Linked DNA regions of Mus musculus: regions 2, 3, 4, 5, 6 and 7 are each linked to region 1. The links are chromatin contacts, called in public Hi-C, HiCAR-type, HiChIP or PLAC-seq and promoter capture Hi-C maps. All regions are on one chromosome and are shown on one strand. Each heading gives the region's core, a stretch centred on a gene start, on an enhancer-like site or on the middle of the called end of the contact. The rest is flanking DNA. Distances are from core to core; before and after follow the strand shown.

What was found. Promoter capture Hi-C pulls out the DNA fragments that hold promoters and counts their contacts. Hi-C and Micro-C count contacts between places; a contact is called where the count stands out from the background. HiCAR-type assays count read pairs that join an accessible place to other places. HiChIP or PLAC-seq counts read pairs in DNA pulled down with a chosen protein or histone mark.
Region 2: a HiCAR-type map of fibro-adipogenic progenitors shows a contact between it and region 1, with 5 times the contacts expected there. The contact joins the enhancer-like site here to the promoter of Vps4b in region 1. A contact is called at or near these places in 3 of 39 promoter capture datasets (cranial neural crest, liver and pre-B cells), 4 of 115 datasets of contacts at active chromatin or transcription factors (the NIH/3T3 cell line, embryonic stem cells, fibro-adipogenic progenitors and 1 more) and 1 of 9 other capture datasets (liver).
Region 3: a contact with region 1 is called in an H3K4me3 HiChIP or PLAC-seq map of the SCID.adh cell line, with 14 read pairs. The contact joins the promoter of Zcchc2 here to the promoter of Vps4b in region 1. A contact is called at or near these places in 7 of 39 promoter capture datasets (cranial neural crest, embryonic stem cells, frontonasal cranial neural crest and 4 more), 11 of 484 Hi-C or Micro-C datasets (B cells, CD4 T cells, CD8 T cells and 7 more), 16 of 115 datasets of contacts at active chromatin or transcription factors (the 230-238 cell line, the SCID.adh cell line, T-cell acute lymphoblastic leukemia and 12 more) and 3 of 9 other capture datasets (embryonic stem cells, liver and macrophages).
Region 4: a contact with region 1 is called in an H3K4me3 HiChIP or PLAC-seq map of pro-B cells, with 5 times the contacts expected there. The contact joins the enhancer-like site here to the promoter of Vps4b in region 1. A contact is called at or near these places in 5 of 39 promoter capture datasets (the 3T3-L1 cell line, the C10 cell line, hippocampal neurons and 2 more), 7 of 115 datasets of contacts at active chromatin or transcription factors (the 230-238 cell line, T-cell acute lymphoblastic leukemia, large pre-B cells and 4 more) and 2 of 9 other capture datasets (adipose tissue and liver).
Region 5: a Hi-C map of B cells shows a contact between it and region 1, with 18 read pairs. The contact joins the enhancer-like site here to the promoter of Vps4b in region 1. A contact is called at or near these places in 5 of 39 promoter capture datasets (the 3T3-L1 cell line, embryonic stem cells, hippocampal neurons and 2 more), 1 of 484 Hi-C or Micro-C datasets (B cells), 13 of 115 datasets of contacts at active chromatin or transcription factors (the NIH/3T3 cell line, astrocytes, bone marrow-derived macrophages and 7 more) and 2 of 9 other capture datasets (adipose tissue and liver).
Region 6: a contact with region 1 is called in a promoter capture Hi-C map of the HPC-7 cell line. The contact joins the promoter of Serpinb2 here to the promoter of Vps4b in region 1. A contact is called at or near these places in 1 of 39 promoter capture datasets (the HPC-7 cell line) and 1 of 115 datasets of contacts at active chromatin or transcription factors (bone marrow-derived macrophages).
Region 7: a promoter capture Hi-C map of pre-B cells shows a contact between it and region 1. The contact joins the enhancer-like site here to the promoter of Vps4b in region 1. A contact is called at or near these places in 8 of 39 promoter capture datasets (the HPC-7 cell line, HPC-7-derived erythroid cells, cranial neural crest and 6 more), 5 of 484 Hi-C or Micro-C datasets (B cells, the G1E-ER4 cell line and erythroblasts), 7 of 115 datasets of contacts at active chromatin or transcription factors (bone marrow-derived macrophages, embryonic limb bud, embryonic stem cells and 4 more) and 1 of 9 other capture datasets (liver).

Annotation. Positions count from the first base shown.
Region 1 is chr1:106,794,911-106,799,208 of GRCm38.p6, forward strand. It overlaps Vps4b (vacuolar protein sorting 4B), which reads right to left and starts at 1,815. Exons shown (of 11, transcript NM_009190.2): 1 at 1,511-1,815. The coding sequence starts at 1,537.
Region 2 is chr1:105,904,800-105,909,097 of GRCm38.p6, forward strand. All of the region lies in intron 2 of Gm41927 (a long non-coding RNA gene), which reads right to left. Among named protein-coding and RNA genes, the nearest start is that of Gm41927, 27 kb to the right of the region's middle. Within about 2 kb of position 1,827, at least 116 of the 459 cell types and tissues checked have an H3K27ac peak or open chromatin away from gene starts, as enhancers often do. A contact at or near this core is called in the NIH/3T3 cell line, fibro-adipogenic progenitors and liver, where this site is marked.
Region 3 is chr1:105,987,821-105,992,118 of GRCm38.p6, forward strand. Zcchc2 (zinc finger, CCHC domain containing 2) reads left to right here and starts at 2,586. Exons shown (of 14, transcript NM_001122676.1): 1 at 2,586-3,887. The coding sequence starts at 2,970. It overlaps Gm7160 (predicted gene 7160), which reads right to left and starts at 2,462. Exons shown (of 3, transcript NR_151625.1): 1 at 2,352-2,462; 2 at 1,199-1,283.
Region 4 is chr1:106,029,024-106,033,321 of GRCm38.p6, forward strand. It overlaps Zcchc2 (zinc finger, CCHC domain containing 2), which reads left to right. Exons shown (of 14, transcript NM_001122676.1): 13 at 729-2,210; 14 at 3,073-4,298. The coding sequence ends at 3,140. Among named protein-coding and RNA genes, the nearest start is that of Zcchc2, 41 kb to the left of the region's middle. Within about 2 kb of position 1,933, at least 42 of the 459 cell types and tissues checked have an H3K27ac peak or open chromatin away from gene starts, as enhancers often do. A contact at or near this core is called in microglia and pro-B cells, where this site is marked.
Region 5 is chr1:106,059,953-106,064,250 of GRCm38.p6, forward strand. No RefSeq gene overlaps it. Among named protein-coding and RNA genes, the nearest start is that of Zcchc2, 72 kb to the left of the region's middle. Within about 2 kb of position 2,014, at least 26 of the 459 cell types and tissues checked have an H3K27ac peak or open chromatin away from gene starts, as enhancers often do. A contact at or near this core is called in B cells, stem cell-derived neural progenitor cells and trophoblast stem cells, where this site is marked.
Region 6 is chr1:107,509,258-107,513,555 of GRCm38.p6, forward strand. It overlaps Serpinb2 (serine (or cysteine) peptidase inhibitor, clade B, member 2), which reads left to right and starts at 2,253. Exons shown (of 8, transcript NM_011111.4): 1 at 2,253-2,327.
Region 7 is chr1:106,147,456-106,151,753 of GRCm38.p6, forward strand. No RefSeq gene overlaps it. Among named protein-coding and RNA genes, the nearest start is that of Gm20753, 22 kb to the right of the region's middle. Within about 2 kb of position 1,781, at least 20 of the 459 cell types and tissues checked have an H3K27ac peak or open chromatin away from gene starts, as enhancers often do. A contact at or near this core is called in B cells, bone marrow-derived macrophages, pre-B cells and 1 more, where this site is marked.

The DNA of each region.
Region 1 (4,298 bases), core at 565-3,064:
TTCTTGGTTAGAAAGCTGAAAAGTCTGATGGAGAAAAACCACAGTGGAACTAACCACTAACACAACTGTAGCTCAACATCCCTCCTTCTTACCACTCACAGCTATACTTTTAATATTTTTCAGTCTCTAACTGGCTCACTGAAGAACATCCAACAATCCAATTAACATACAATGCATTCTGGTTACAGAATCAAACTACAAATGTTGAAAAAGAAAGATGAGTACCACAAATGAAATTATCTTTAATATCCACAGGAAAGCCGTTATCAATCAACGAATACATTCACAAAAGCAAAATCATCAACAACAAATCCACTAACCACCCCACAAAACAACCAAAACAAAACCCCAGCATTTTCCGAAAAGGGCTACAAAATATAAGGTTACAAAAACTCTGTGGAAAAAAAAATATACATACAGATTAATAGTGAACTTACTCTTAATTCTTAAAAATGAGCCATGGCTGCATTTAGACTTTATAAAAGAGAGCAATCATTCATAATCTTTTAGGTTGAGTTTCAGGATAAGACCCACTAGACAAACCTCTACTCCCCGTCTTGGTGTGGAGTGATCCCTATTCAAATGCCCTTCCTTTGGGTGGAATTTCTTCAGAATCAATTATCCTACGTTAAGGAAATATGTTTACATTATCATTGTTACTTATATCAGACACTGAACAAATACCTATTTGACTACCAGAAGACCAATATTTAAGGGTACTTTGTCCTACTCCTTGGTAAGAAACTAACCAACCTATTTGGCTAGAAGTCTTGGTTATTCTTCTGGACCCCATGGACGAACCAAGGATGATGGGAGACGGCGTTACAAACATTTGCCAATGCACACCGTTCCACGAAGCAGCAATAACCCCTTTCTAACATTATCTTAGGAATCCGAAATGTACCTAGAAAACACTTTTTGTTTTTGTTTTGCGATGAGGGCGGGAAAGTGAAGATACAGATTAAAATACTCCCTGATCTTAAATTCAGTAATTCGGGAGAACATACTCTTAATGAATTCATGGGGATGGTGCCAACAGGCTCGCTCTAACCTAAGGTTCTTGGCCTATTCACCGGATACCTGGACGTCTTTGTTTATCAGCGTAAGGAACTGAGAAGGCAAACCTTATTCTAAACTGGTCCGGAGTACTGCTTTGGGAAAAACAATAACAAAAACAAACAAACAAAAAAAAAAACCCTTTTCCTTTCTTCTTGGTGGACAGACTGGAGATCTTCCTGGTTGGAGAGATCGGCCCAGTTCGGCCCAAACTCCGCTGTTTTGTTTTCCAATCTCACAAGCAAACCAAGAGTCCCACAGACCTTGAGGCTGAGGCGATGCCAAGGCCGGCCCCGCTGGGAAGCGCCCCTTCGCCCGGGTCCCGTCTGCGCGGGCCCGCCCTCCTCCGCCGGGGACAGGGGCGCGGCCGCTTCTCAGTCCCCCGCCCCCACTCCTTCCCCGCGGGCTCCGGCTCTCCAGAGGGGCCCAGAGGAGCCCAGAAGGACCGCGGTACCTGCAGGTTGGTGTTCGTGGACGCCATGGTGGAGATCCGAGGGGTCCCCTACTACAGACAAGGCCCGCAGCAGCGCCGTCGAGTCGCGCCCGGGTCACCACCGCAAACCGTGCGGAGGCTGGCGGCTCTGAGACCCCCCCAGCGGCAGCCCCAGCTCCGGAGCCGTAAATCCAGCAGGAACTCCAGCAGCCACCCGACCCTCCGCACAAAACTTCCGTAATTTCGAGCCCCTTAGGGCTCTGGTCCCGCCTCTGGCCCGGGCACTTCCGCTTCGTCATCCGCACACGCGCTAACCAGTCACCCAGGATGCGTTTCGCCACAAATGAACTCTCGCGAAATGAGAACAGGAAGCCGAGATGCGGAAGTCAGCCTAAAGGCATGTGGGGGATTCTGGAGTGAAGTCTGGTGCTGGAGAGGGACGTCAGTTGTTAAAACATAAAAGTGTGACAAAAGTGTGTAGCTCAGCTAATGTATCGGACATTAACATTTTAGTTTTAGTAAGCAATAGTACAGTCATTTCAGATGCTATTAAGAGAAAGCTGGATGACAAGTACGTTGGAATTCGAAAATTCTTTTTGCAACTCTTGTGCAAGCGTTTCAAACTAAGGTTTTCTTTTCGAAATTATTGCTATCTGCTCCTTATATTCCAGCACAATAAAATACCTATTGTGTATATAAAATGGTAAAATGTAAATGGAGCCTTCACCCCTACTGTCTAGTGTTTACGGTACTGGGAGGTACTTTGCACAGAACCAGAGGAGAAAGGTAACCATCACCCAGCTACAAACCGTGGGACCTACAGTGGTGAGCTGCTTGCAGATAGGCTGGCTCAATACTGGCACAAATGTAAGAATAGCCAGCCACTCTCTGGTTGGATATAAGACCCAGCTATGGGATGGAACAAAACTGCTTGGGTAGCCATGAACTTTAGACTGGATAATCATGGTCTTAGGAGAAAACCACATACTGTTGTTCTGATTAAAAAAAAACACACACAGCAATAAAAATGACTCCCAACAACATTCTGCTACACCCATAGATCAGTGATTCACTCTCCAATCATCAAAGGAGTTTCCTCTTGTAGTATATGGGAACTAACCAGAGACCCGGAACTGAACAGTCAGTGTTCAGTGAGAGACCTAATGGGCTATCTTCATCCCTCCACCCCAGAGCAAAGAAATCTAGAAGAGGAGGAAAGACTAAGAGCCAGAGGAGTTTGGAGGACTCCAAGGAAGCAGAGTCACAAAAGGACTGAAGAGCAGAGTTCAAGTCAGATGGGGTCCCAGCACCGAAAGGGGGAAGTGGATGAGCGCTCCCACCCTAACCAAGAAACTATCTGCAATGACACTCACTTGCAAAGGAAAAATTAATTTTCTCCAATGAAACCTTAACGGGTATATAAACCACGCTTAAGGACAGGTCCTAGGCCGACACAAACAAACTCAAAGGTATTTTTGTAGACTTTTTGTCTCATACTTTGAACATTCTTTTCTACCTTGTCTTTTTCCTGTATGTTGTAGTTTCTAATTTTGTGCTTTAATGTAATTTTTGTGTGCATGTGTTTCTTTGGGTTCTTTTTCTTCCTGTTTGCTTTCTAAAGAGAGAGAAAGCAGAACATGAAGGTGGATGGGTGGGAATGTGGAAGGGACCTGGGAGGAGTTGGGGAATGAGAAATCATAATCAGGATATATCATATGGAAAAACTTTTCAATAAAAATAAGATGGAAATGGAATTCTTTATGTGCATAAAGGTTTACAAAATACTTGTGTACATATTTTATCTTACTGAATTCTATGAGAAATGTGTCTGATTTTTATAACTGAAGCTAATTGGGTGATCAAGAAAGCCCATTGCACAGCTGGGTGGTAAACTTAGGTCACTTATCTCCAAGGGCAATCTCATCTGAGAACTGAGGCAAACAACCAGAGGCTGAATGAACCCTGACTCTGGAGTGGAGGCTCAGTTCCGATCACATGAACAAGGATGCCCTAGAGAAGTGTCATCTGAACAGAATCTCAAAGTCTTAAATTGATTTCCACAGACCAGGACATTTCAGACAGCAGTCAAAGCAAGAATAAATGCACAAAGGAAAGCCATCCAACGTGTTTATGGGAGGCTGGCATGCAGGAAGCAAAGATACTTTGGAATAAGAGTGGCAGGAAATGAAGTTAGGAATATATCGGCAGGCACTGATGGATGCTGAGTGCTTCATGCATTAGGCTTTTCTAGAAAGCAGACAGGGTTGCAGAAGCCCTGCATTGTTGGTCTTTTTAGATTTTATTTCTGGTGAAGTTGTGATTGGTGGTATGTTGACTTTATGAAGATGGATATGGGTATTGTAGAATGGACCAAGAGAAAGCTGGTAATAGGATGAAGTAAGAGGCATCTTGTTTCTACACTTTAAGAAAGAGCCATAGAGCCAACAGGATATTCCCCATTCCTGGAGTACAAACCTTTCGTCCTCACTCGAGGGCTTTGGTTAATAGTAGATCATGTTCCTCAATTGCTTTTGATTAACTCAGCTTGTTAAATAAACACACAGAGATTCTTCAAGTGCCTGTTCAATGTCATTTTTTTCATGACGTCTTGGAAGTGTCTTTATTCTCACTATATCTTGGCACTTGAATTCCATAAATGTGCAGTAAGAGCTTGTGTGTCACAAATAAGAAAAAGCTGTTACTCCCATTTTCATACAATATCCTATCTTTCGAGGGGTAAAATCACCAAGGTCCTACTACTTTAGACCACAATTCCCTGGGCACTAAACCTTCCATGTTTTATAACTCC
Region 2 (4,298 bases), core at 577-3,076, 890 kb before region 1:
AGACACTGGTGAGACAGGTCAGTGGTTAGTAACACACTCCGTTCTCCCAAAGAACTGGAGTTCAGATTCCAGCACCCACAAGCCGTACCCAACTGCCTGTAACTCCTGTTCCAAGGGAATGCAATGCCCTCTTGTGGCCCCTATAGGCAACTGCAGTCATGTGCACAAACCAACCCACAGACACATTCAAAGTAAAATAAAATGCAAACGTGTATGAAGTTACATTCATAACCACTTCTTCAAGTGGACTCTTTAAGGGCTGGCTGCTGTTGAATATTGAGTACATCATTTTGTATTTAGGTGTGGAGGCCTGACTCTCCCCTCAGTAAGACAATAAAGGAATACAGAAGATCTTTGCAGCTATACCCCAGTGTGCTGCTTTACCCACTTATTGAGTAGAACTTGCTATTTTCTTTTTTAATTTCCATTCCCTCTTTCTGTTTCGGAATGTCCGTTTTTATTTTTTGTGAAAATCTGTCTGGTCATTTTTTAGAGCCTTTATTATTTTTGTAATCCCCTTTTCTAGCTTTTAAATATTTTTATTTTTAATTGTGAATATGCATATGTGTCTGGGTACAGATATGCACTTGAGTCCAGGAGGCCAGAAAGTATCCCCTGGAACTGGAATTACAGGTGGCTGTGAGTCTCCCAGTGTGGAAGGGCAACCTGCGTCCTTAACCACTGGGCCTCTCTGGAGCCCCTGGGCATTTTATCTCTTGTTATATGTCCACTCCCACAGCTTCACTGTCTCTGCCGCCGTTCCCGGAGTTTCCGGAGTTCCCGTAGTCTGTGGTTTGGTATCCCCGTCGTTGCTCTTCCTCCCTGGGGCCTAAGTCTGGGATGCTTTTATCCACAGGGAACTCAGATTGGCTTCCGCTGAGGGAGGGGGCACTTGCCCAGTATACTTCAGGAATCCACATCCCCACTCTCTTTTCCCCTGTGGCTCATCTTAGACTACTTAGCCCATGGTCCGTGGCAGCTCTAGCTGGAGGAGGATCCTTGTCTCCTGTTTTCATCCTCCATGTCTCCCTCAGATTCACCTCTTTCCTGCCTGGCACTTATTCTATCTATCATATCCAGCACTTCTAGACATCTTCCTTCCAATTACACGTGTGGTGTTCTCTGTATGTTGTAGGGAAGGAAAGAACTCTCACCCCCAAACACTCACACACCTTATCTACCAAGCACAGGCCTTTGCGTATGGGAAGTATCCATCATGTAACTAATGCTTTGTTCATTAATATTTAAACATGGACCCTGGCAAATTAGTGTATATCTTTGCCAGTTTTCATCTTGAACCAATGCCCTGTCCTGTGTGCTTTTCTAATTATCTGAACTTGTAATTATTCGAAGAGCTTCCTCCCTTCTGTCACAAGTGATGAATTCATTGTTGGTTCAGCTTCGAGCACCGCCACCACCTCCCAGCCTTTGCCAACTGTGGCTAACGGTGGCTGGGCCCACATCCCTGTTTGTTTGTCCTAATGCTCGTTACTGTTTGGCTCTCCTCTACCTGCTGCCAATGCAGAACTATTTATATCAACACAGAGACGCCTTGGTGAGCTTCGCTGTGATAACACATCCTCAGAAATCCTTCCATCACAAAGGACTTTGCCCCAGTTCTCCTCCTAGAACTCCTCTCCTGGCACTGACCCAGGGACCCTCCCCAAGAGGAACTCCTGGCTTCCCCAGGGGAAGTGGCAGCCACTGGTCCATCAGCTTGGATGATAAGTCTTTGCCTTCCAACTGAAGGCCCTGGAATGAGACATGCAATGGAACTTGCCCAAAGAGGTCACGACAGCTGAGTCACAGAGAACAGCATTGAAACTGAGATTCTGAGAGGAGAGTGCCCACTGGGAGTGGAGCCAAGGTGCTGAGTCATGCCCTGGGCTCTGCATCACTTGCTCTGTGTCAAAGCTTCTAAAAGAAGGGGATGTCGCCCTTCCTTGAACATTATACCACAGAGACACATGCCCAGGTATTACACAGCACCCCATAAATATGTACATGTTTGATGTATCAATTTTTTAAATAGTGTGTGTGTCTGTGTCTGTGTATGTGTCTGTGTGGTGTGTGTGTGTGTGTGTGTGTCTGTGTGTCTGTGTATGTGTGTGTGTGTATGTGTCTGTGGTGTGTGTGTGTGTGTGTGTGTGTGTGTGTGGTGTGTGTGTGTGTCTGCATGTAGGTAATAAGACAACTTGTGAGAGTCTGTTCTTTCTTTGTACCGTGAAGACTCTGGGTGAGGACTGTGAGAATTGAATTCAGGTCATAGGTTTGGTAGCAAACATCTTTATTCTTCAGTTGTTTACAACAAAATTAGTTGATTAAAAATGACCAGCATTTCCTATCCAAATTTGTTTTTTATGGTTATCTTCTTTTGACTCAAATAAAAAGAGGATGGAGAACACTTGTCTTCCCAGGGCCAGGGCCTGGCTTCCAGTTCTGCAGTTCAGACGCCAACATGATAGTGCCGTGAGAATATTTATTGTCAGTGTTGCGTTTTATAAAAAGAAAGAGACCAGAGATACGTTTGGTGGAGGCAAGCCATGGTGTAGGGGAAGAAGGTGCCTCTGCGGGGCCAACGCTGAGGCATCCCTTCCCCCCTGAGGTACCAGCCAAGTATGGTATAGAATAGAGTTGGGGTAGGGAGGGCAGGCATGAGCACGTGGAGAGAGAGGGAGAGGGCCATGAGGAGACGGGAGGGGCGAAGTATAAGGGAGCGAAAGGAGAAGAGAGCAAGAGAGAGAGAGGGAGGAGAGGCAAGAGGTCCTGTTTATGGTGAGTCAGGCACACCTGGCTGTTGCCAGGTTATTGTGTGGCAGAGGCTAGAGGAAATGCCAACAGTCATCAATGTGACATTTGGGCTATTGGCGTTCATCTATCCATATAATTTATTACTACCAATATTCCATATGTTGGTATCAGGACCTCTGAAACCCATGACATCACATAGGCAACAGCGCAACCCACACACCTGTTGCCAAGGCAACAGCCACCATATTCCCAGATTCCACTTGGCTCCCACCTTTACCTGTGACTATGTCACCATCCATATATAAAGGAAAGCTCCTCTGATCGATCTCTCTCTCTCTCTCTCTCTCTCTCTCTCTCTCTCTCTCTTCCCCCTTCTCTTTTCAATGTCACCTTGCCCTTCTCTCTCTCTCAATAAACCTCAGATGGAACTGTTTGGCCTGGTGTGGTCTTTCTGGAGCCGCAGGACAATCATACCACCATCCTTAGACACAGGACAGAGCTCCAATCAAGGTGTACTGGCCGAGTCTAATAGGACTCCACAGTCACCAGTGTGAAGAAATCAGAGCAGCCCCCGAGAAATCAGGCCGAGGGAGTGGAGAGCCAATCCACGATTTTCAACTGAACTGAACACATTTGTATTCTTGTTAGCATTCACAGCAGGTGATGTATGAAGGATGCCTGGGAGCTGGGCCAAAGAGACATTTTAAGACCTAGCATGATTTTGTGCTAAAAATAAAACTACCAGTCAAATTTACTTATTTATAAGTCAGTTGTGCCACTACCGGGGCAATGTGAGACCTACTCCGGGGAAGCTGCTCATCTCTAGCCTCGGGCCCACGTTTCTAACAGGGGAATATCCACATTGCACCACTGGGTCAGGGTTGAAAATCAGTGGGTGGTAAGTTTCAACACACTCGCCTAGAAACAGCCCCAGGGCTGCTCACACACTGGGGCCTGGCAGGATACTGGTGCTATTTACATCCTTGTGAAGGTTACTGCTCCTGCCATAAACACAGTATGCGGTCCATAAGCACAAACCTCCAGCTCCTGGCCCCACCCTTTCTTCTCTGCATCACTGGCTACAGTGCACTGCCCTAGGTTAAGCTTCCCTCTGCTCTGAAGGGGTCGCTTTTCTGAAGGTCACTGGAATCAATATGACAGTGTGGACTTTCAGCTTGGAACAAGCAGGCAGATGTCAGTTGTCCCGTTCTACTCATTTCCAAAGAAAGGTAAACAGACAGTGTCACGGGGTCTGTGGGATCCAATGCGTACTTACACCAGCTGCTCTTAACACACCAGCGTCTCCAGGAAAAACAGGCAACAGTATCTACCTCCCGCCTTTGTTCATTAATAAACATTTTAAGGGATTCCTCTCACTTGATTTTTATCATGGAATACTTTTAAAAATAGGAACAGAAATCCAAGCCTTTAAAATTTAATGGCTGATCCTATTTCTTTATTGCTTTCAAGTCTCCTAAGCTATTTCCTTTCTTAATTATCAATAATTAACTTTTTTTTTTAAAGAAACCAAGTAGAAGGAACTGGAA
Region 3 (4,298 bases), core at 1,336-3,835, 810 kb before region 1:
CAACAGTTGTCTACATGCTAGAGAGGCTGAGAACCTAGTAGCTTCTCAGTCCACAGAGCTAAAAATGTCTCCATGGTCCAGCTGCTGATCTCCAGTAATTAGAAGGGTAAAACTGGACTAAGGCATCAGGAAAGGAGGCAGTGGAAGAAAGGGGTCGGGGCAAGGCAGGCAGGTAAGAACAGCAGCTTTCCCTCCGATCACTTCTAATCTGGCCTCCTTGCTGGCAGATGCTGCCCTCCCTAGAGGGGTACCATCATAACATAAAGGAGGGTCTTCCCCCTCCATCAGTTCTTGTAAGAATTATTCTCACAACTGGCCCAGAAGCAAGTCTCTGACAAACAAGTTTAGCCATCACAATCCCAGTATGAAAAATTTGGATACAAACCCCACACTCGACACTCCTATAGCCCATGTGATTTGATTACACATGGAACATAAAATTTAGAGCATGTTTTTGCAACGAGGCAGATCATATTTCTGAAGAGTCATCAGAATCATGAGGGTAGTTCTCCAGAGTTAAACACTCCCATGTTGCCCTGGGCTCTCTCCCTTGAGAGTGAGCGCTGCAGCAGCCATCCTTCACCCTTGCTCCCTGTGTTCTGTCACTAATCACAGGGTGGAAAAAACCACTTAGACATGTGTGTGTGTGTGTGTGTGTGTGATTTGCAGAGTAGAGAGAGGGCCCTGAAACAACACCCTGTGGGGACAAACCATGAAGCTGGTGGAGGATAACCTGAATTAAGGTATAGTACATGTTATTTATAAGTGTTACTATCAACTGTGTTTTCTAATGCTAGCCAAGCTAGAGAGACAAAAATCATTATTAACAGTTGCAAATTTAATTCTGATGAAAATGTGGACTGGGTGCTGTGAGTCTAGATTAAATAACTGATGCAATAGAAAATTAAAGATTAAAAATCCATAGTCGGGATCACATATAAAAATCAATTTGGAAGTAGAGTATTTGCTCATTACATAAGGCATGGAAGTAAAGTTGGGAATGTGGTAGGGGAGGGGACGGGGGGGGGGGCTCCTCACTATTCTGCTTAAAACATTTCATCCTAAGCTTCAGAAATGTGCCTAAGTGATCAGGCAGGAACAGTAGACTCGAGGATAGTAGCTGAGGCTTACTTCGTTTAAGCTATACCCAAGAAGCACACGAAAGAGAAAACTACATGTCAGAATAGCTTTCACTTACTTTTATCAATATAAAATGTGCTGAGTAATTCTCCATCTCTCGGTTTTATCACGGAAGCTGATTTAGGGTTCAATTCAGTCTTATCCTAAATGATAAAGCCGCAGAGTTTGTGAGATAAAGGCGATTCTATACACTCTGTAGATGTCCCAACACTCTCAACGAGGGTTAGTGTGGCTTTTAATTTTCTCACGCTCCTACTTTGGTTATGTGGTATAAGTTCTTTATTTAAAACTGTCGGAAATTTTAAAAAGCAAACACACAAAGAAACTACTATTATGGACCCTCAAATAATAATAATAATAATAATAATAATAATAATAATAATAATCCTGTTTCCCCCGCCCCTGGGCACAAGATTTATATTTATTTACAATCATGGACTGACAAACAGCATGCCAAGAACTCTTGACCGGCAGTCAGGCTCCAGCACAAATGAGACAGGATGGTCCTGATGGCTCTGAGAGCAATCATGGCCCCTTGGGTTGGTTTGGTTTTTAAATTGATTTTTATGGTTGGGCTATACATATCACTGAAAGAGTCATAGGGAGGGCGGTGTCTACAAAACTTAAAAATGTAATATCGCTTAAAAACTTAAAACCCTGACAAGACAGTAACTTATTAAATTGTTTAAAAGAGTTACAGGAAATTCACACCAGCTCAAGAATTCCAAATGTTCACGGATAGGAACTAAAACGTAGGCAATAAGTGATTGCGCAAACCATAGATTTGGGGCAGGAGGGCGTCCTTAAACTTAACCTTGCAAGCCAGATGCAACCATTAGGCCAAGCACCCCCAGCAACAGGGTCCCCTCAGCCGGATACCCGGCCCAAAGCAGCACCTTGCAGCCAGCCTGAGCAAGGGCGCTCGCCGCCCAAAACCACTCTACATCCCGACCTAACTCCTGGATCTTCGTCCCAGCGTTCACACCAACGGTCCAGGTGAAGTTTTAGAATATGGTAATCTCCCGTGGCTGACTTTGGCGGAGTTCACGAGGCGGCAGGGGCTGGGAACCCACTTGGCGTGATCCAGGGCGGTGGCTGACGCGAAGATGGTCTGCAGCCACGGCACGGTCAGATCTCTCAAGAAAAACTAAGTCGATGTCCCTCCTCCCACGCGAACCTCGCCCACTTCTGCCGCTCCGGGCCAAGCTCACCTCGCCGTGGTCCGAAAGTCCCAAACCCACGTCCTCAGTCTGCTGGAACCCATCAAGCATTAGGACCGCGCGGGATGTGCCAGAGCCTTGCAGCATAGCAGGAGGTGGGCGTGGCTTCTCAGAGAGGGCGGCTCCCGGCGGGGAGGGGGGGGCAAACGAGAAGCTCGCGTCACGCCAGATCTAAACGTTGATTGGCTGGAGTGCGGTGCGCGGAGCCCGCCAGCGTCTCCGCCCAGCCCCGCTGCTCCTCCTCCTCCTCGCCAAGCCGCTCTGCCAGCGCCGGCTCGAGAGGGAACGGCTCAGGCCGTCACCGCCAGCCCCGTGCGGACGCGGAAAGGCGGAAGGAGGACGCGCTCGTCGACTTGCTCCTCCCGCACCGGACTCCCCAGCGGGCACAGAGCCCAGGGGAGGAGCCGTCGCGGTCACGCCCCGCCTCCCGCCGGGACGAAGCTGCCGGCCGGCCACCGCCCCCCGTCCCCGGTCGGCGAGACCCGCCCCCGGCCCGCCCCGGCGGCATGGAGGGGCAACGTTCTTGACGGCCGTGCCGCCGCCCGGGCGCTCGGCTCCTCCCGCCGCCCCCGCTCCCTCGCTCGCATGTCCGCACCGCCTTAGCTGAGGATGCTGAGGATGAAGCTGCCACCGAAGTCGACGCACCCCAGCGAGCCGCCGCCCGACGCGGAGGAGCCCGAGGCGGACGCGCGGCCGGGCGCAAAGGCTCCGCTGCGCCGCCGCCGCGACTGCCGCCCGCCGCCGCCGCCCACGGGCCTGCCGCGGGGACCCCCGCCGCCGCCGTCGCCGCCCCGGGGGCTCGAGCCGCCTGTTGCTAGCGGGCCGACGGCGGGCGCGGGCATGCCGGGCGGCGGCGGGCACGCGGCGGCGCTGCGCGAACAGGAGCGGGTGTATGAGTGGTTCGGGCTGGTGCTGGGCTCGGCGCAGCGCCTTGAGTTCATGTGCGGGCTGCTGGACCTGTGCAACCCGCTGGAGCTGCGCTTTCTCGGCTCGTGCCTGGAGGACTTGGCGCGCAAGGACTACCACTACCTGCGCGACTCGGAGGCGAAGGCCAACGGCCTCTCGGACCCAGGGTCGCTGGCCGATTTCCGAGAGCCCGCCGTGCGCTCGCGCCTCATCGTATACCTAGCGCTGCTGGGCTCGGAGAACAGAGAGGCCGCTGGCCGCCTGCACCGCCTCCTGCCCCAGGTGGACGCGGTGCTCAGAAGCCTGCGCGCGACTCGAGCCGAGGGCTCGCGGGGCAGCGTGGAGGACGAGCCGAGTGGCGATGGCGAGCAGGACGCGGAGAAGGACGGCCCCGGCCCGGAAGGCAGTGGCTGCGCCAAGCTCGGGACTGGAGGCGGGCTCGGCTTCAGGGCCCAAGAGGAACTGCTGCTGCTGTTCACCATGGCTTCGCTGCACCCGGCTTTCTCCTTCCACCAGCGGGTCACCCTGAGGGAGCACCTGGAGAGGCTCCGCAGCGCACTCCGGGTGGAGCCGGAGGACGCGGAGGTGGAGCCCAGCAACTTTGCGGGCTCCAGGGCCCAGGTAAGGTGCGAAGAAGTGCAGTCGCAGCTCCGGCCTCCGCCTCGGCGGGCCTCAGAATCCAGCTCTGACCCCAGCCTCATGCAGGTGTCTCGGAATAACCACTCCGCGGCTCTCAGCCATGGGTAGTCATCGTCATTTTCTTGGGTGGCTCATTTCCAGTCACCCACATGCACATTGAGCCACCCGCCATAACAGAATGCTCTAGAATTCTCTTCTGATGTGCACGAGTTATCACGGAAGACTGGAGCTCCCTGACCCTAGACCTCAGAATTAGGAGGCTCGTGGGACATTTTGGGCTCGAGTATTTGGGTGCTAGGTGCAAGGGGAAAAGCCAAGCGCTTGGGGCTGTCAACCACCGTCCGTTTAGCCCTGGGTGGGCTGTTTCCTAGTCTCAGCCTGTTTAAAAACCGC
Region 4 (4,298 bases), core at 683-3,182, 770 kb before region 1:
TTGCCTTAGTGAATGCAAACACTCTTACATCCCTCAAGTAATCCAGCTTCATTTGTGAGCAGAAAGATTCTTACAGTAGGCACAACATCTAACTCTGAGCTGTGGAGACTGCAGTGCAGCATCAGATAGGCCCTTGGTTCCCTCTCCCTGGGGAAGCTGGAGGGGCTTGTGTGTGTACCGTGGCGTGGTGCAGAGCAGCTTAGTGTCTGCCGTGAGGTGGTGACGTGACGGTGCTTTCTCCCTTACTCTGCCTCTTGTGTTCCAACAGCATGTCCATTGTAGGACTAATCTCATAGACTTACGTGTTCCCTGTTGAGTATATACTGTACAGATGCTAACTAATTCCATTTCTCCCCTGAAACATTTGAGTTAAATGTTCTCCTGAGCAAACTCCTTGACTGAATCATTTATAAGATACATTTTAAAATCAGGTGTGATGGCACAGAGTGGATTGTTAATGCTTATCCCAGTAATAACGTTAGTAGTACATGCATACGTCTTCATACTCCAGTACCCTGTTTTATTGCTGTTTTGCTTATTCCTCCATGTTTTAGAGATAAAGCATACTACAGGCCAGAGATCAGAGGAAGTCAGCTTGAGCAGTCAGGAAATGTGATAGAGGGAGCATTCCCGACTTGAGAATTAATTTGAATATACCAAGCTTTTAGTTCTAACATGAAAAATAGGAATTCAGCCTGGGTTGACCCGAATTTGTACGTTTTCTATAGATTCAGACAGCAATTCTGAAGATTCTGTGAATCCGTCGTCAGCCAGGTTTTCAGGTTATGGCTCTGTCGCCCAGACCATCGCAGTCAAGCCGCCTGCTGAGACTGTCTCCCTGGGAACCGAGGACGGGAATCTTTTGGAAGCTGCACTGACCTCACACAAGTACCCGCATATTCCCTTCATGCCAACTCTACACTGTGTCACGCACAACGGTGCCCAGAAGTCGCAAGTTGTCATTCCGTCGCCCAAATCTGCAGATGGCAAAACCTTAGGGATGCTTGTCCCTAATGCGGTGGCTATTTCTGCAGTGATGGAATCCTCAAATTCAGCCCCTGTTGGAATCCTAGGCCCGGCAGCTTCTGGGGAGTCAGAGAAACACCTTGAGTTGTTAGCTTCCCCTTTACCTCTCCCATCAACCTTCCTCCCACACAGCAGTGCGCCTGCTTTGCAGCTGACATTACAGAGTCTAAAGTTACAGCCACCACAGGGATCTTCTGACAGTTGTCCAGTTAGTATCCCACCACAACCAACCGGAAGTCTGAGCATCGGATCACCAAACACTGCCTTTATTCCTGTCCATAACCCAGGTAGTTTCCCAGGGTCTCCTGTGGCTACCACGGATCCCATCACAAAATCCGCACCCCAAGTGGTAGGACTAAATCAAATGGTGCCTCAGATTGAGGGGAACACAGGGACAGTCCCTCAGCCGAGCAATGTGAAGGTAGTTCTTCCGGCAGCGGGCCTCTCAGCTGCACAGCCACCAGCTTCCTTCCCCTTTCCAGGCTCACCCCAGGCTGCCAGTGCACTCCCCACCCAGAATTCCAGTGCGCTCAACGCAGCCACTTCTGCCCAGCCAGCAAGCACAGGCATCAGTCCATCCCAGTCCACAGTTCCCCCTGCTGTTCCCACCCACACCCCAGGCCCTGCCCCGAGCCCCAGCCCTGCCTTGACACACAGTACTGCACAGAGCGACAGCACGTCGTACATCAGTGCTGTGGGGAACACGAATGCTAACGGGACCATAGTGCCACCACAGCAGATGGGTCCCTGTGGTTCTTGTGGGCGAAGGTGCAGCTGCGGGACCAATGGAAACCTCCAGCTAAATAGTTACTATTATCCCAACCCAATGCCTGGACCAATGTACCGACTCCCATCATTCTTCACTCTGCCATCCATTTGCAATGGCAGCTACCTCAACCAAGCACATCAGAGCAATGGAAACCAACTTCCTTTTTTTCTGCCTCAGACTCCATATGCAAATGGACTGGTGCATGACCCAGTCATGGGGAGCCAAGCCAGCTATGGCATGCAGCAGATGGCAGGATTTGGGAGATTGTATCCTGTATATCCAGCACCTAATGTAGTTGCCAACACCAGTGGTTCTGGGCCCAAGAAGAATGGGAATGTCTCATGTTACAATTGTGGTGTAAGCGGACACTATGCACAAGACTGTAAGCAGTCATCCATGGAGGCCAATCAGCAAGGTAATCCCACTAACTCCCAGAGGACTTGTTTTTGAATTCCCAGTTTCTTCTTGATTATGTGGTACTGTCTTAGCAGAAAGATCCGTATGTGTGTTTGTTTACAGAGGTTGTATTTTCAGTAGCAAAATGCAGCCAGAGATGGCCAGCATAGACCCAGGCCCCGAGGTCATGGAGGAAGGTCTGAGGAAGTTTAGTTTGTCACTAAGGAGTGAACGGCAGAGGTGCTTGTCCAGGCTCAGGGCACAGCATGCATAGTACATTCTGTAATGTTGGTTCCTTGCATACAGGGCTGTAGTTTAAGAATACAGTCCTCGTACATAGAGGAAGCAGACGGGTTAAACTAGGATGTGAGCCAGTTCCCCGCATACATGGTTAGAGTCTGTGCACACAGCTGGCTCCTATCTGAGCCCCTGCTGCCCTTTGATTCTGTACACATAAGGCAAAAAACCAAGAGGCCATGGAATCTTTACAGCAACAAAGCTTTGTGAACACCAGTTTGGGAGTAAATTTGAAGAGTGCTAACAGCAGAAGAAAAACATGCACTTTACTAGCTAGGTGTGGGTAAGGGACCAGATTCAGTTCTTTTGTATTTGTCATTGTGCCAGATCTTACCTGGGGAATGTCTTGAAACAGGAGTATATTAATTAGGCATCCTCAAAGGGAAACCCAGTTAATTAGCTTTAGGTTATACTTAAAGCTCAAGCTCTCCTCTGCTTTTGAGAGTAGCTTACTTGCTGTTTTGGACTGGAGTTAGTGCTGAGGAAAGGCCTTTGAAAGCATGCTCATTTGCAGTCTTGTGTAGTGGTTTGTGATGCGTGTAGTCATAAGCGGTGACTTAGCCGTTCTGTCTTTCCTGTTTTAGGCACTTACAGACTGAGATACGCACCTCCCCTCCCCCCTTCTAATGATACGTTGGATTCTGCAGACTGAACGAGTAAAGCTTGCCTACTTAATGCACTCAAGTGTGGGGAGTCATGGGGTGTGGAGGGGAGGAAAGGAAAGGTATTTTGTTTCTTTGTCTGTCCATTTCCTCACTTTCTATGCAGTTGGGAGTTTTCATTTCTCTTTTACCTGTGTCCAGAATATGAAAGAATGTGATGCTCCTGAGCCTCTGGTCTCCTGGTCCAGCAGCCGGCTTACATGTATGACACTTGTAACTTCAATTTCAGACAAACTCTTGAACGGAAAACATTGATGTGTGCTTTTTTACACTGACTACTTGCTGTGTGCAATGTTTACTGAATCTTTAAACTGTGTATCTGACCTTAGTTGTTTCCACAACACTGGTTAACAGTCTTATGGTTTTCTTCTTCCTGGCTTTCCTCACTTTGACCCTGAACCCAACTTCTCTTCCAGCTACCCTCTCTCCCTGGCCTGCGGCAAGGGTGCTCAGCAGTGTCCTTGTCACACTTCAGTAACCTGTCTGAACCAAGGCAACATGTTTCACTGTAAATTTTAGACGTCAGATTTCCAAGAAGTATGTATATATGTCATAAGAGCATCACGTAAATGCATATATGCAGCACCTGTCCAAATAACATGAGAACAAGTGGGAGAGAGGAAATCAGACTCGGGAAGCCCCAAATGGGGAGTGGACAAACAGGCTGTTCTTGAGCGAAAACAGCAGTTCCTTCCATCACACTTCTGAGAGACTCAAAGGGGACACACTGGTGTGAATGTTCTTCTCTGTGTGCTTGTATCTGTGATGACAGTCAACATCCAGGGCTTCCTGTCGTCTGCCACCTTGACCTACCCAGACACTGCTGAGTGAAGATGTCCTCTTCCCTACCTGGCTGTTGCAGTGTCACACTGTTACAATGTGTGTGGTTTATTGCATCAGAACAGAAGCTAGTGGGTTTTCTCAAAAGTCAGGTACCTGCTTCCTAAGCCGAGTCTCCTCAGCCAAGTCACTTTTATAACCCTTTACCACTATGCTTGATACAATGTGAAAGACTGCGTGGAGTGTGTTGAGATGGTGTTTGTTAATCATGTCAGTGTCGTGTCACTAAGTTTAATGCTGCTGGCTTTTTAAAGTTTTGTTTTGTTTTAAGCCAATCTATATACTAAATCGCTTCCAGGTAATTTTTT
Region 5 (4,298 bases), core at 764-3,263, 730 kb before region 1:
GTTTCTGGTCAGGAATCCTAGAAGGCGGAAAGATGGCTCAGTAGTTCAGAGTGCTTGCTGTTCTAGAGGATCCAAGTTTGATTCCCAGAGCCTACAGTAGGTGGCTCACAATCTCCAGTAATTCCAGCTCCAAGGGTCAGATGACCTCTTCTGGCATCCACAGGCACTCAGACACACTCTCAAACACATAAATATGAATTAAAAAAACAATCTTTTCTACATGTAGATTCTATACTGCTTTACCTTTTCTCTTGAAAAGTCTGCTCTCTCTGTAGTGATACCTTGGGCTATAGGAAATAGCTGCTGGAGAATGGTTGTTTCTTTGCTTTTCTCTGTCTCTCTGTCTCTGTCTCTGTCTCTGTCTATCTGTCTCTGTCTCTCTCTGTCTTTGTCTCTCTCTCTCTCTCTCTCTTGGTTTTTGATTGTTGGTTGATTTTGTTTGGTTTTAGAGACAGGGTTTCTCTGTGTAGCCCTGGGTGTCCTGGAGCTTGCTCTGTAGACCAGTCTGGTCTTGAAGTCAGAGATCTGCCTTGATGTGTTAGAATGGTGGGTCGAGTCTCAACAGCACACTAGGCCAAGACAGTTCCACGTGGAAGAGGTTTTATTGGAAGGGAGAGACAAGGTAGTGGCAGAAAGAGAAGAGGGGAAGAGAGAGAGAGAGAGAGAGAGAGAGAGGGAGGGGTGATCTCCTTATTTATATGGAGAATGATATAACACAGGTAAAGGTGGGAGATGAGCCAAGTGGATGTTGGGAATATGGTGCCTATTGCTCTTGAGACTGGTCTGCAGGTCTCAGGTCGTGCTGTTGCCTATGTAATGTCATAGATTTGGGAGGTCCTGATGCCAGCATACTTGCCTCTGCCTTCCAAGTGCTAGAACTAAAGATGTGCACCACAATGCCCAGCTAGGTTGTTTATTTTGAAAGATCCTGTATACCACACTGGCCTCAAACCCCTCTGTGGTTGAGTAAACTCCTGATCCTACTAATTGGTGCTGTGGTTACAGGCCTATGCCAGGTAGTTGTAGTGCTGAGGGTCTAATCTCGGGTTCCAAGCATGCTAAGCAAGAACTCTACCAGCTAAGCCAGTCCAGAAACCCTTTTCCTCATCTGATCTTGCTGCCAAGGCTTAACATCAGTGCCCACTTAAGATGCCTTCCTGAACTTCTGAGTCCTTGCCATTCAACATTATTTTTATATCCAACCTTCCTTCTTTTTATATTCAGAGTTAGGGTGGAGGTCAGGGCCTTGCATGGGGTGGGTAAGTGTCCCTGCCACTGACAAGCCTGGGTCCGATCAAAACTCATTTCAATCTTCTTTCTTAGCATCTTAAATACAGAAGCAGGGGACTTTCCCACGCTTGCTAAAGCCACAGCTGTGACTTTCCTCCCGCCTTTTCTTTCTATTTCTGCTTACAGATGGGTTCATCCCACTTGACTTGTTCTTGTAACAGCTGATCAAATATTGCCATGACAACCAAAATACATTGTTCTTTTTTTCTTCTTCTGTCCTTTATGACCATCAGGACTCCACAGCTCAGCAGGCCTATGGTCTACCCCAGGGGTAATCACAGAAAACTGTGTTATCTAGGATTTCCTACCTCATAAAAAGGTTTGTATCTTTTAGGCCTTTGGTGTCAACACCTGCGAACTCTCATCACTGCCTAAGGGCCACAGACTCCTCTAGGGTAACAACAGAAGACCAATCACATCAGTCAATTCCCACTGGGGGAGGGTGGGGGGATAGAAAGAGCACCAAATTGGAAGCCAGGATATGGCCTGACTGTGTGCTGACCAGTTCCTCCTTAGGGCTCCTCAAAGTGCATATTGCTTCCTGCACATAAATAGGTCATCTTGCCTACTAATGAGCCCTGTCTGGGCAGCTCCACAGGCTCTCTTCTGTAGACATCTAACATAAGTCCTAAGATTGATCCAAGATGGATCTGGTGTTTCTGCCCTGCCCCAACTCATATAGAACGGCCCTAGCAGGGATGCCTTAGCTCTTTTCTACTCTCCATGGGAACCAACATCCCCAAATACAAGTGCTTGCTTAGGCCTGTTAACAGAGAAGAAAGGAAGTAGTCTAAGTGAACCAGAGCTCCAAGGACAATTATCTGTCACTATGGCAACAGGCAGTTGTCATCAGTGACTCCATCTTACTTTCCTCTTGTTCTTTCTCATTCTCAAGGTTTTCAGCCTCCTCTGTAGATTCTGGAGCAACTAACAAGAATAGTTATCATTTAGAACCTCTGCTCTGTGTCAAAACCCCAGACCGCACAACCTGAACTCCTGGGAAACTCAGATCTCTTCATGTCACCCTAATACCTACCCTTTCAAACAACTTAAAAAAAACAGAGACCTGAGGCCCCTGGAGGCCTCCCTTCCAGACTAGCATCTGCTGTAAACTCTATGACCGTCCTCTAAAGCACTCTGGTCCTGGGCTTGCTGCACAGAGGGGTTGCCCACAGGGATCGTGAGCAGTTCTAGAAGGTTGCAGGGATCTCTGCAAAGTCTGGTAGCAAACATCCCTTGGGGGAAGCAGAGCCTTGACTGTGGCCCAGCAGAAATGCCCTTTCTCTGCTCACAGGAGCCTGCCACTGTGTTTTAATTTAATGCCACTGAGGTCCAGGCTTCGGTTCCAGCTCTGTTCTTCTCTGTTGCCCTTCTTCCTTTCCCTTCGGCCTCCCCCTTTCAGCTCTGAAACTTAGAAGGTCCCTATATAGAAGCCACAGTAGACACTTTCCTAATCTTTCTGGTAGTAAGAAGACTAGGGAGTGACCAATCACTCCTTGTGCAGTCAGCAGTGTGTCCTGGACCAATATGCTACGAACCCATGACTCTTCTGTTATAAGCACAACAGAAGGCCAATTCCTGGGCAGTGGCTGGAATATTAGACTGCCTGTTCTCACATAGAATATCATAATTTTCTATACCAATTTAGTCAGAATTATTTACTCTAGTTACACCCCTTTCAAAATCAGCATCTTTTGGCGGTCTCCTACATCCCAGGCTGGTCCCGCTAACACTGTAGTCAAGGATGACTTTACCCCTCTTGCCCTTCTTGCCATAGTGCAGGCCACACTTCTAGTCTGTGCAGTATTTACTTAACTGCATTGATCTCAGGGCTTTGTGTGTGCCGGGCAAGCATGATATCAACTGAACGGCATCTTCGGCTCAGAGTGGGCTCAGAGTGGGTATATTAACTTACTTCAGAAGGGAGGTGCAGGCCGGGCATTGGTGGCACACGCCTTTAATCCCGGCACTTGGGAGGCAGAGTTCAAGGCCAACCTGATCTACAGAGTGAGTTCCAGGACAGCCAGGGCTATACAGAGAAACCCTGTCTCAAAAAAAAAAAAAAAAAAAAAAAAAAAAAGGGGTTGGGGGTGCGTTTTAAGGACCCCTTCAGGAACAGCACACTGTCAGGTCATGCTGAGGGCTCTGCACACTGTCAGGTTGTGCCAAGGACTCAGCAGCCTGCTTGGCAGCCACTTTTCCAGAGCAATCAAGAAGGACCTCTTTCTCTGCCCAGCTGAGAGCCCTGCTGCATCCAGACAGGCACACCACAGACTTGCCTGCTCCTTTCACTGTGCTTGGCTATATTCCTTTAAAAAAAATTAGGATTGCATTCATATTTCATCTGTAATAGCTATTTCCAAATATGTCTACATTTGAGGTCCTGGGGGTTATCACTTCTACATAGAAACTTGGAGGGATACAATTTAACTCCTAACAATTCTAACTCAGCTTCTGGAATCAGCTCCCTTTCTCTGGGTGACTGAACAAATCGCTCAGGACTGCCAGAACAAATTGCTACAGGCTCAGTGGCTGAAAACAAGAGAGTCAAGTCCCCTAGTTTTGGAAGCTGGAGGTCCCAGATGAAGGGTCACCTGGAGCAGAGTGCCTTTGGAATCCGTAAGGGAATGTTTCCTATTTTTAGATAAGTCTTACAGAATGTATGGATTACACTTTCAACATGGGGTAGGTGGGGCTAATATTACAATTCAGCACATCCCGGGGACCATCTTGTCTGCTGTCTGGAGCAGGTCACTACTGTTCCAGCCAACTGTTCTAATCAGCTGTCAGGAGGATGTTTCATGGATGAGGTGCTGAGGCTAAATGTGGAGACAGCTTGCTCGCTCAGCAAACACATGGACCTGAGACACTCTGTGGGCATGTCCCCTAGCACACACTTTTAAATATGCTCCCACCTGAGGTGGAAACACGAGGCTGGGAGGCTTTGTTCAAAGGTCCCTTTAGTTCTTGTCCAGACACAGTAGAAAGTAACACTGTGCACACCACTT
Region 6 (4,298 bases), core at 1,003-3,502, 710 kb after region 1:
TATATATATGACATATATGTGTGTATAACAATGCTTAACATAAATGCATATAATATGACAATAATATGACAATAATAACAGAAATTGGAAGTTAAGTGGTTCAAGGTGCTCGTTTGGAGGAGCTCTGGTATCAAGGGTATGGTTTGCCATCTGAAAACAATTTCAGCCTTGCCCTCTGAATAACATGGCTGCAGCCCCTTCTGGTATCACATAGTCATAAAATCAAAGGCACTGACATGGCAGCAGATAGGTATAGGGCATAAACATTTTCCTTAAATATTCCCTTTTCATCTGGAACAATTTGTTTTTGTTTTGTTTTCTGAGAACATACCCATCCCCCAATTCTCCCAGAAGTCATAAAGTAGAACAGAGGTTATCCCTTGAGGTCAAGGTGTATCTGAATAATATACAGATGAAGTGAGGGTAATGGTTGCGGAAGAGGCTTGCTTGTCATCTAAGTAATTATCACTCCCATCTGTGTGGTATTGTTATGAAAGTAATGCTTATAGAAGGTGAGAGATAGATGCACGATTATACAACTAGAAAGTGGAGAAAGGGAAACTTGAAACAGATCTTTCACAATCTTTCATCATCCTTGTCCTTATGCACCACATAACCAGACCTTTCTAGAGAGATTCAGCACTGTCCTCAACTCGCCGAAAAATAATTTAGCAAGAAGCCACTTAAAGTGTTCTTATTGGTATAGGTTAATCAAATTACCTACCTAAGGATAAAAGCCCAAGTTTGAGGGAGCAGCTAGGACAAAATTAATTATTGTACTGCAGGCTCAATTCTAAATGTTGCAGTTGTAACTGGAAGTTCCCTGAGGCTTATAGGAATCAGAATGAGCGTCATCAAATCCTAAGATATAGAAGTCAGAGATTTGGACCAGTGGGAAAAACAATGATGTCTCCCTTGAGGGGAAGAACTTTAATTGAATAAATAAAGATGAGAAATAGCCTAATCTGAAAAAGAAGTGAAACAAAGTGTGGGCAAAGTCTAGGCTCATCTGACATGTTCAGGAAACAGAGCTGCTGATGTGGAGATGGGGAATGGTTGATAAAACATTTAGCTGGTCACATAAATACACCAGTGGGTGCTATCTAGGAGATGGAAACCAAAAAGAGAATGGGTTCAGCAGATAATAGCATCAACTGAGTATTTACAGGGAGAAAGAACAGAACACAGCTTGTAAAAGAGTACATATCAGCCCAAAATGCACCCCTTGGTTTAATGGAATGACATGACATTTGTGGTCTTCATCCCAGATCTCCAGTCAAAGGCATGGAGTACCCCATGAAGTGTGGCACTTTCCATGTTCTTATGTATGTGCTTCCATATAAATGTACAATTAAGAAATGAGAAGTGATCTGGTAGATGTGTTTCCAACTCTTCCTAATAAATTATGACAGTATGAAAATGTTTAGATTCATATCACATTTATTTATGTGTAATTTTTGTCTATTTTTAATTAACATTTTTAGTGTTTTTAGAAAATTGGAAATATTTCCAAAATGAGTGTTCAAGATTACAATTAGCATGTATAGGTTTCTGCCAATTATAAGTCAACATAAGCAGTAGGTTGTCATTGTTTAAAGTAGGTTAATACTGGCGGTGTGATCAAGGCCATATGAAAAGTTCTTTGGGTGTGTCTTGAGACAGTAGGTTAGAATTATTTCAGATTATTATTCCTGAGAGAATCATAGTTTAAAATAATTATTAAATTAGAAAAATCAAGTGTGTTTTTTTCTCTTTCCTCTTTTGTGTGGAGGTTCTTTTGATTCCCTGTAGATCCAAAGGGAAGAAAAGACAACATCCTTTATTGTAAAGACTCCCACAGATGGTGGCTGTCCAAAGGTGGATTGAGTATCATGAAATTCATGCTGTCATTGAATGCAGTGAGAAAGGAGGAGACATGAGTGTGAGTGGTGCAGATTACAGCTAATAGATTTAAAATTGGAAATTGCTAAATTCTTGAATTTTGAATGACATCACACTCTCTAGTTGTTTCTTAAACTGAGTATTACAAGCAAGCATTTCTTTTCTAATGATGTCTTTATGAGTAAAATGTTGAATCATACAAAGAATACAAATTAAAAAGTTTGAAAAAAGAGCTGTGTGGGAGGGGCAGAGTCTTATAAAACCAGTCATTACCTTGTCCACACAGTGCCAGCTTTCCAAGAAGCATTTCCTGTGTGTCAGCCGCTCAGAAGATAACGAGGTAATACAGTGTTTCAGCAATTCCCCCGAGCATCTCTAGTGAATCCAGGGCGTCTTTCTTCTCTCCTCCTTCATAGCAATAGTTACTATATTGAGCTGTGTAGAGGGTAAGTAAAGGAATTGAACCATATTTTCTTTTTCGCTTGTTTAACTAAAGATATTTTGGTTTAAGACTTGAATTAAATTTATGACTGCTTGACTTTGAGTCTTAGAAGTCAGCAAATGCCTGTGTATCACTAGCCAAACTGAAATTGAAATGTACATCTATTGCAGTTTCAATGATAATAGTACTGAGCAGATTATATAATATGTATGTTTTATATTACCTATTGGTTTGATATAAAATCAGGCATAAATAACTACAAATATTAAAATGTTTATACTTAAAATTGAAATTAAGCATTTCATTTTTATATAAAAATAATTTGTTGTAATGTATTTATATTTATAAATATGTGAAGTTCAATTTTCACCTAAAGTTAACAGCCTGAACCTATAAAAATTAAGGAAAAATTTGGGTCAGGACAATCCAGTATCACAATGTATTTATTTGACCTAGTTCTGTAATGGATCAATTCTGTGAAAGAGAAATATCAAGTAAATTAGCTGATGGATTAACCAAACTAACAATTTAACCTTTATCAAGCAGATAATTATTCATTATGGAAACTATCAACTAAAATACTGCTACCAGTTTTTGGAAAATTTGTTTTAGTTTTGATGGTATATTTCCATATCACTACTGCCTTATCTTAGTTTTTACTGAGTTTTGAAAACAATTTAAAAACATCTTTATTATGTGTTTACACACACTAAAATATGTTTGAAACGCTGCAGAAAAATCCAATTTAACATCCAGGTCTAATTCAGAGAGGGAGTGTAGCAGGTGGTGAGCCTATGGTACCTCCCAAATTCATCACCTCTGCCAAGTTTCACCAGTGCATTTGCCAAACTTGTATTGCAGGAACCAACAAAAAGAAGAGAGAGCCCCACCCAGCAGATAATTTCCATTTATTCATCCTAATGCTAATAATAGTGTCATATTTGGAAGCATATGGAATTGTATGGCTTATTATCCTGTCATCATGCTATAACCTCATCCTATCCAAGTGTAAGATGTGGTCTTGTCCAAGAGTCAGGGACCACTATGTGTATATATATATATACTAGTTTGAAGCTTTCAAATATTATTTGAAGAATTTATAGGAAAAGTCCAGATGCTGAAATTAATTAGCTCTGCACTAATTACCTCTTCACATTTTCATTATTATAGCAGAAATCCCAAAGGAGATGGGATATGTGATTATTCCCATTAAACAAAATGTGGCAGAAGTAATTAGGTGATTGCAGTAAAGACACTACCATTTTTATGTAAATGTAATTAACAACACATCATTTAAAAATAGAATTTGGGAACAAGGGTTGTTGTTCAGATGGTGAAGTGCTTTCCTAGCATGCATGATGTCCCAGATTCAATCCCCAGGACTACGTAGATCAGGCTGGGTTGCACACAGGTGTAATCTCAGCACTTGGGAGGCAGACAAAGGAGGATCTGAAGTTCTCCATCCTTCCTGGCTGCATGCTGAGTTCAAGGACCACCTCTCTAGTTCAGAATAATTCAGGTTGTTTAGTTCAATGTTTTTATTTATTGGTAAACTAGAGGTCTGAGCACAGGCCACAGCACAGCTAGCGCTCAGTCACATCCCCAGACTGAGATGACTTCATAAAGGAGTAAATAGATCTGGAAAAATTTCACTCAACTTAGCAATGTTTTTTTTTCTCTATCAAGTTACCTGAAGTCCTAGTTTAGTATTATCTGTCCCTTCTGTGGATTGTCTTGACACTTAAGCTTTTGTAGTGCTAAAGTTTGGCTATATAGATTGTTGCACGGATTTATGAATAGGAGACATCAGAATGTACTCTCCTGGAGTTGATATTCTCCTAGTGCTGATCCCTTACTTGAATTTTCACCTAGAAACAGAAGAACAATTTTAAAGAAATGTTTTAAGGAAGTCTATGTGTGAAGCCTTATTATAATTTTAAGTCACTGGAGGAGAATTTAATTTCTGAACTACCTG
Region 7 (4,298 bases), core at 531-3,030, 650 kb before region 1:
AGGAAAGCAAACCTAGGGAGATAGAAAGCAGACAAGCAGTTGCTAAGAGTTCAAGAAGGACTGGAAACAAACCATAAGCAGCAGGAGGGGTCCACTGGAGTGATGAAACCGTTCAAAAGCTAGGCTGTAGGATGACATAGTGCAAGCCGTGGCAGGTGGTGCCCATGTCTGTAATCTAAGCTCTTGGGAGGCTGAGGGAAGAGAATCACTACAAGTTTGAGGCCAGCTTGGGCTATGGAGTAAAACCTTAGTTGAAAATATAAAAACACCCAGGACCCGCACAGGTTCAAAGCACACAAAATCTTCACACTAAGAATGGCAAGTGAACACAAAGTCCCACTCCTAAGGGAGAAACCATTGGCAACTGGTGCCTGCTGGGAGAGGGACAATTCGTTTCTCCAATGAGTACCATTGGGTGTATCAGACACACTCCATGCCCAGGGATAAGCTGGCCAATACAAAACGGACTTGGTGGCTTTTAAAAATTTTTTTTGTCTTGTCTTGTTTTGTTTGTTTTTTTTGTCTTATTAGGTTTTGGTTTCAGTTTGTGTGTGTGTGTGTGTGTGTGTGTGTGTGTACGTGTGTGTGTGTACGTGTGTGTGTGTGTTTGTGTGTAAGAGAGAGAGAGGGGGGGGAACTTGAATGAGTAAGGAGCTAGGTGGGATCTTGTAAGACATTGGGGAGAGCAATGAATATTATCACAGTGCAAAACTCTGTTCTTCAAAGTTATTTAATTGTGCATTCGAGTTAAAAAAATCATTTTTTAGTACCTGAATGTTTTGCCTACATTATGTCAGTGCACTGTGTGTGTGTGTGTGTGTGTGTGTGTGTGTGCCTGGTGCCTGGCAGAGAGTGTCAGATCTCCTGGAACTGGGGTTACAGAGAGTTGTGAGCCGCCATGTGGATGCTGGGATTGGAATTTGGGTTAACCAATGATCTATTCCTTTAGTCCCCCAAGTGGGTACATTTTATGGATTATAAAGTATAAGGCAGTAGTTTTAGAAACAGTGTTGTTAAGGTAAAAATCAAGGCATTTTGTGTGTTGAGGAGGTTCTACCTTGATCTGTTAAATAGACCGAAGCTCATTATCTGTGTAAGTGTGGTAGCATAGCCAAGCATCGGGGAAGGATGAAAGGAAGCATAGCTTGGACGGCTGTGCGTGGAAATCTTTGTGAATAAAACAAAAGACAGCAGGCTTTCCCTGGAGAGCGAGGTCAAGACAGGCGTTCCCCTGTAAACTCTTTAGCATTTTCTTTATTATAAATTCCATGTGTATATCACCTCTTCCAAACACATGGATAATTAAACATTTTTGAGTCGCCAGTATACCACAAGCCAAAATAGACATTCAGTATTTGAGATTAGTTTTCAGAAAATGAAGAGCCATTTTCCCACCATGTGTGAGGCTGGCTAATGAAGGAGCTGCCAGATCTCATATTTGCCCTCAAGTGCTAATAATAGTCCAGTCCCCTCCAGCAATGAGTCTCATCGCACAGCCGGTACAGTTTTATTATGTGGCCATGCTTGAGATCGCAGGCTATGTGCTTTTTTGGCCTGCTTTACCTCTTTACATAGAGACCGAGGGAAAGAGTCTTCTATGTAAATTGTTCCAGGGAAAAGGGACTATGTAAACATTAAAGCAATACATGGTATTGAGAACTGGGTGCCGAGGCCCTATTTTTATATCTGTACTGATTTTGACCACTTGCTGGGCTGTGGTTAAAAAGGGAAATGTATGACGACGTTTGCTTTTCCTTTTAACAACCCTGGCCGTCACGCAGAGGAGCATATTACTGCTTCTCGGTCTCTCTGCCCTTTCACTTGCTCTAATTTCATGCAGTCTGAGGTGGAGGGGATTACTTTTTTTAACTGCAGTAAAATAGTATCATAGAAGAGAGTCCTGTGATAGAGCAGTTGACTTCTGAAGAAAACAGGGGAACCAGGCACTTGTGAGTTATGGGCCAGCCTCAGCTACATAAGATAATTCAAAGCAAGCCTCAGCTACATGACCCTCCACACACACACACACACACACACACACACACACAGAGAGAGAGAGAGAGAGAGAGAGAGAGAGATTAACACAACTAATACTTCCTTTCTTAAATTATTTCAGAGACTTAAAATATATCAGGCATCAATTCTTCCTGATGCTTCTATCGGACCATGTGATGTGTGTTCTGGTTTTTGGGACCTTTAAAGTCTTTGCAAGTGAGCTTCTCCTCAGCCATGCCGTTGCATATATGGCTGTGTGAGTTCATGCACATGAGTGTAAGAAGGACAGAATTCTACTATCTTCTTCTACCCTGTGGTTCCCCCACGAATTGAACTCAAATTATCAGACTTGACAGCAAGCACCTCTCCTGGAGGATTCATCTTGCTGTGCCATAGAACCTCTAGTCCATCATGAGGTATTCCTCTCAAGCATAAAACCCTTGAGATATGATGGATATCATACCCAGGCCCTTGCCATTTCTGGTGGGTCTGTGAGGCAGGCAGCAGAAGGCATCAGGGCATTTGATTGTAACCACTGTCTTATCAACAGAGATCAATTGATCTTCCCTCCCCCCCATCCGCTATTCCCACCACCCGGTTCCCTGAGCCAACTCTCTGGGTTGGCTTGGGAGTGATTGGAAAGCAGACTGTGATTTCCTCAAATACATATTTCTTGGAGTTGGGGAGATGGTTCAGTGGCTAGGTACTTGGCTTACAAATCTGAGGACATAAAGGTCAATTGTGTGTCAACCAGTAATCCCAGATCCAGAAGAAGGTGACAGGGGAACCCCAGAACAAGCTTGCTAGCGCAACTAGTTATTGGGGAGCTCTGGGTTTGACTGAGAGACATGCCTAATGGCTAAGAGAAAACAATATGCCCATCACCAGTCTCAGATCCCCACATGCACACACACAGATATGTGCATATTCACACACACATATGCCACATGCACACTCACACGCACTCATAGAAATACAAATAGAAAAAGTGTATTTCCTTAATTCAATAATTTCAAAATGAGGTTGTTATTCGAGTTGATTGTAGCCAAGATAAGGTAAAAGAAAAGCATCCATGCCGAGGTTTCCTGGTCTCCCAAGCAGATCTGTTTGTGTAGTACATCTGTTCTCATAGTATGTGTCCTCGTAACGTGGATAGGGCATGATTAAATACACAGCCCTCCCCTGCCTGAGCCTCCCCTTTATACCTGTGTGTCCTCAGCATCATTCCAGGGAATGTGGGAAGAATGGACAATATTAGGTTAAGACCTCTGGTCCAGGCATGTCTTAATTCCTTTGAGAGCAGCTTCCAACTTCCGGGAATTCCTGCTGAGATGAAATGCCGCTTGGTATTTTGAGGCATCTGAATAGGTAAGCATGCATGTGTGTGGAGCTGGTCATCTGCTTTTCCATAACATGAAGCATATTAGCCCTGCTGAGCTGAAATGGCCTAGCAGATGGTGTTAAGGTAAAGTACTTGGGTCTGCACATGTAGGTTTGTGCATTTGTGCAGAGATATTTTGGTGTGTTTTGTCCTTGCCTCAGCGATGTGTATAAAACAGAGGAATGGGGGCTTGGGTCAGCCAACGAGTAGTGACTCCAATAGGAGGCACAGCTGTGAAGCATGTGTGGTGTGTGTGAGTGTGTGTGTCTGTGTGTTATGAGCGGGGGAGTGTGCACACATGTGGATGTGGAGGTCAGAAGACAACCCCGAGTATTAATCCTCAGGGCTATCCACCCTTTTGTTGAGACAAGGTGTCTCAGTGGCTTCATGTTTGCTGGGTATGGTAGACAGGCAAGACAAGACAAGCCCCACCAGGGTCTACCCTACCCATCATGCAATTATAAGCCTGTGTCACTATGACTGGCTTTTCCCCCTGTAAGTTCTGAGCCTCAAACTCAAATCCTTGCTTGTGAGGAAGTGCTTCGCTGACTGAATCATCTCCACAGCCCATAATTGGGATTTTCTTTTTCTGCTTCTTTTTTTTTTTCTGGTAATATTGGGGATTGAACCAGGGCTTTCGTTGTGAGCATTAGGTAAGACTGCTACCACAGAGCTCCACTTCCAGTCAACAAACTGTGCTTTTCTTATTCTCCAAATCACAGCCTTCACGCTATTCATTCTAATGTAACTCTTTCTTTAGTAGAGCTTAGATTTACACCAACATGGAAAAAAATATCCGGTTGATACTTATAACAGAAAATTATGTTGCTGTAATAATAAAATTATAAATGCTTGTACATAGTAGCAAATAATTGAGGGCTTAGAATATATAGGTATGGAAATTGAGAAAATTCTTCTAAGC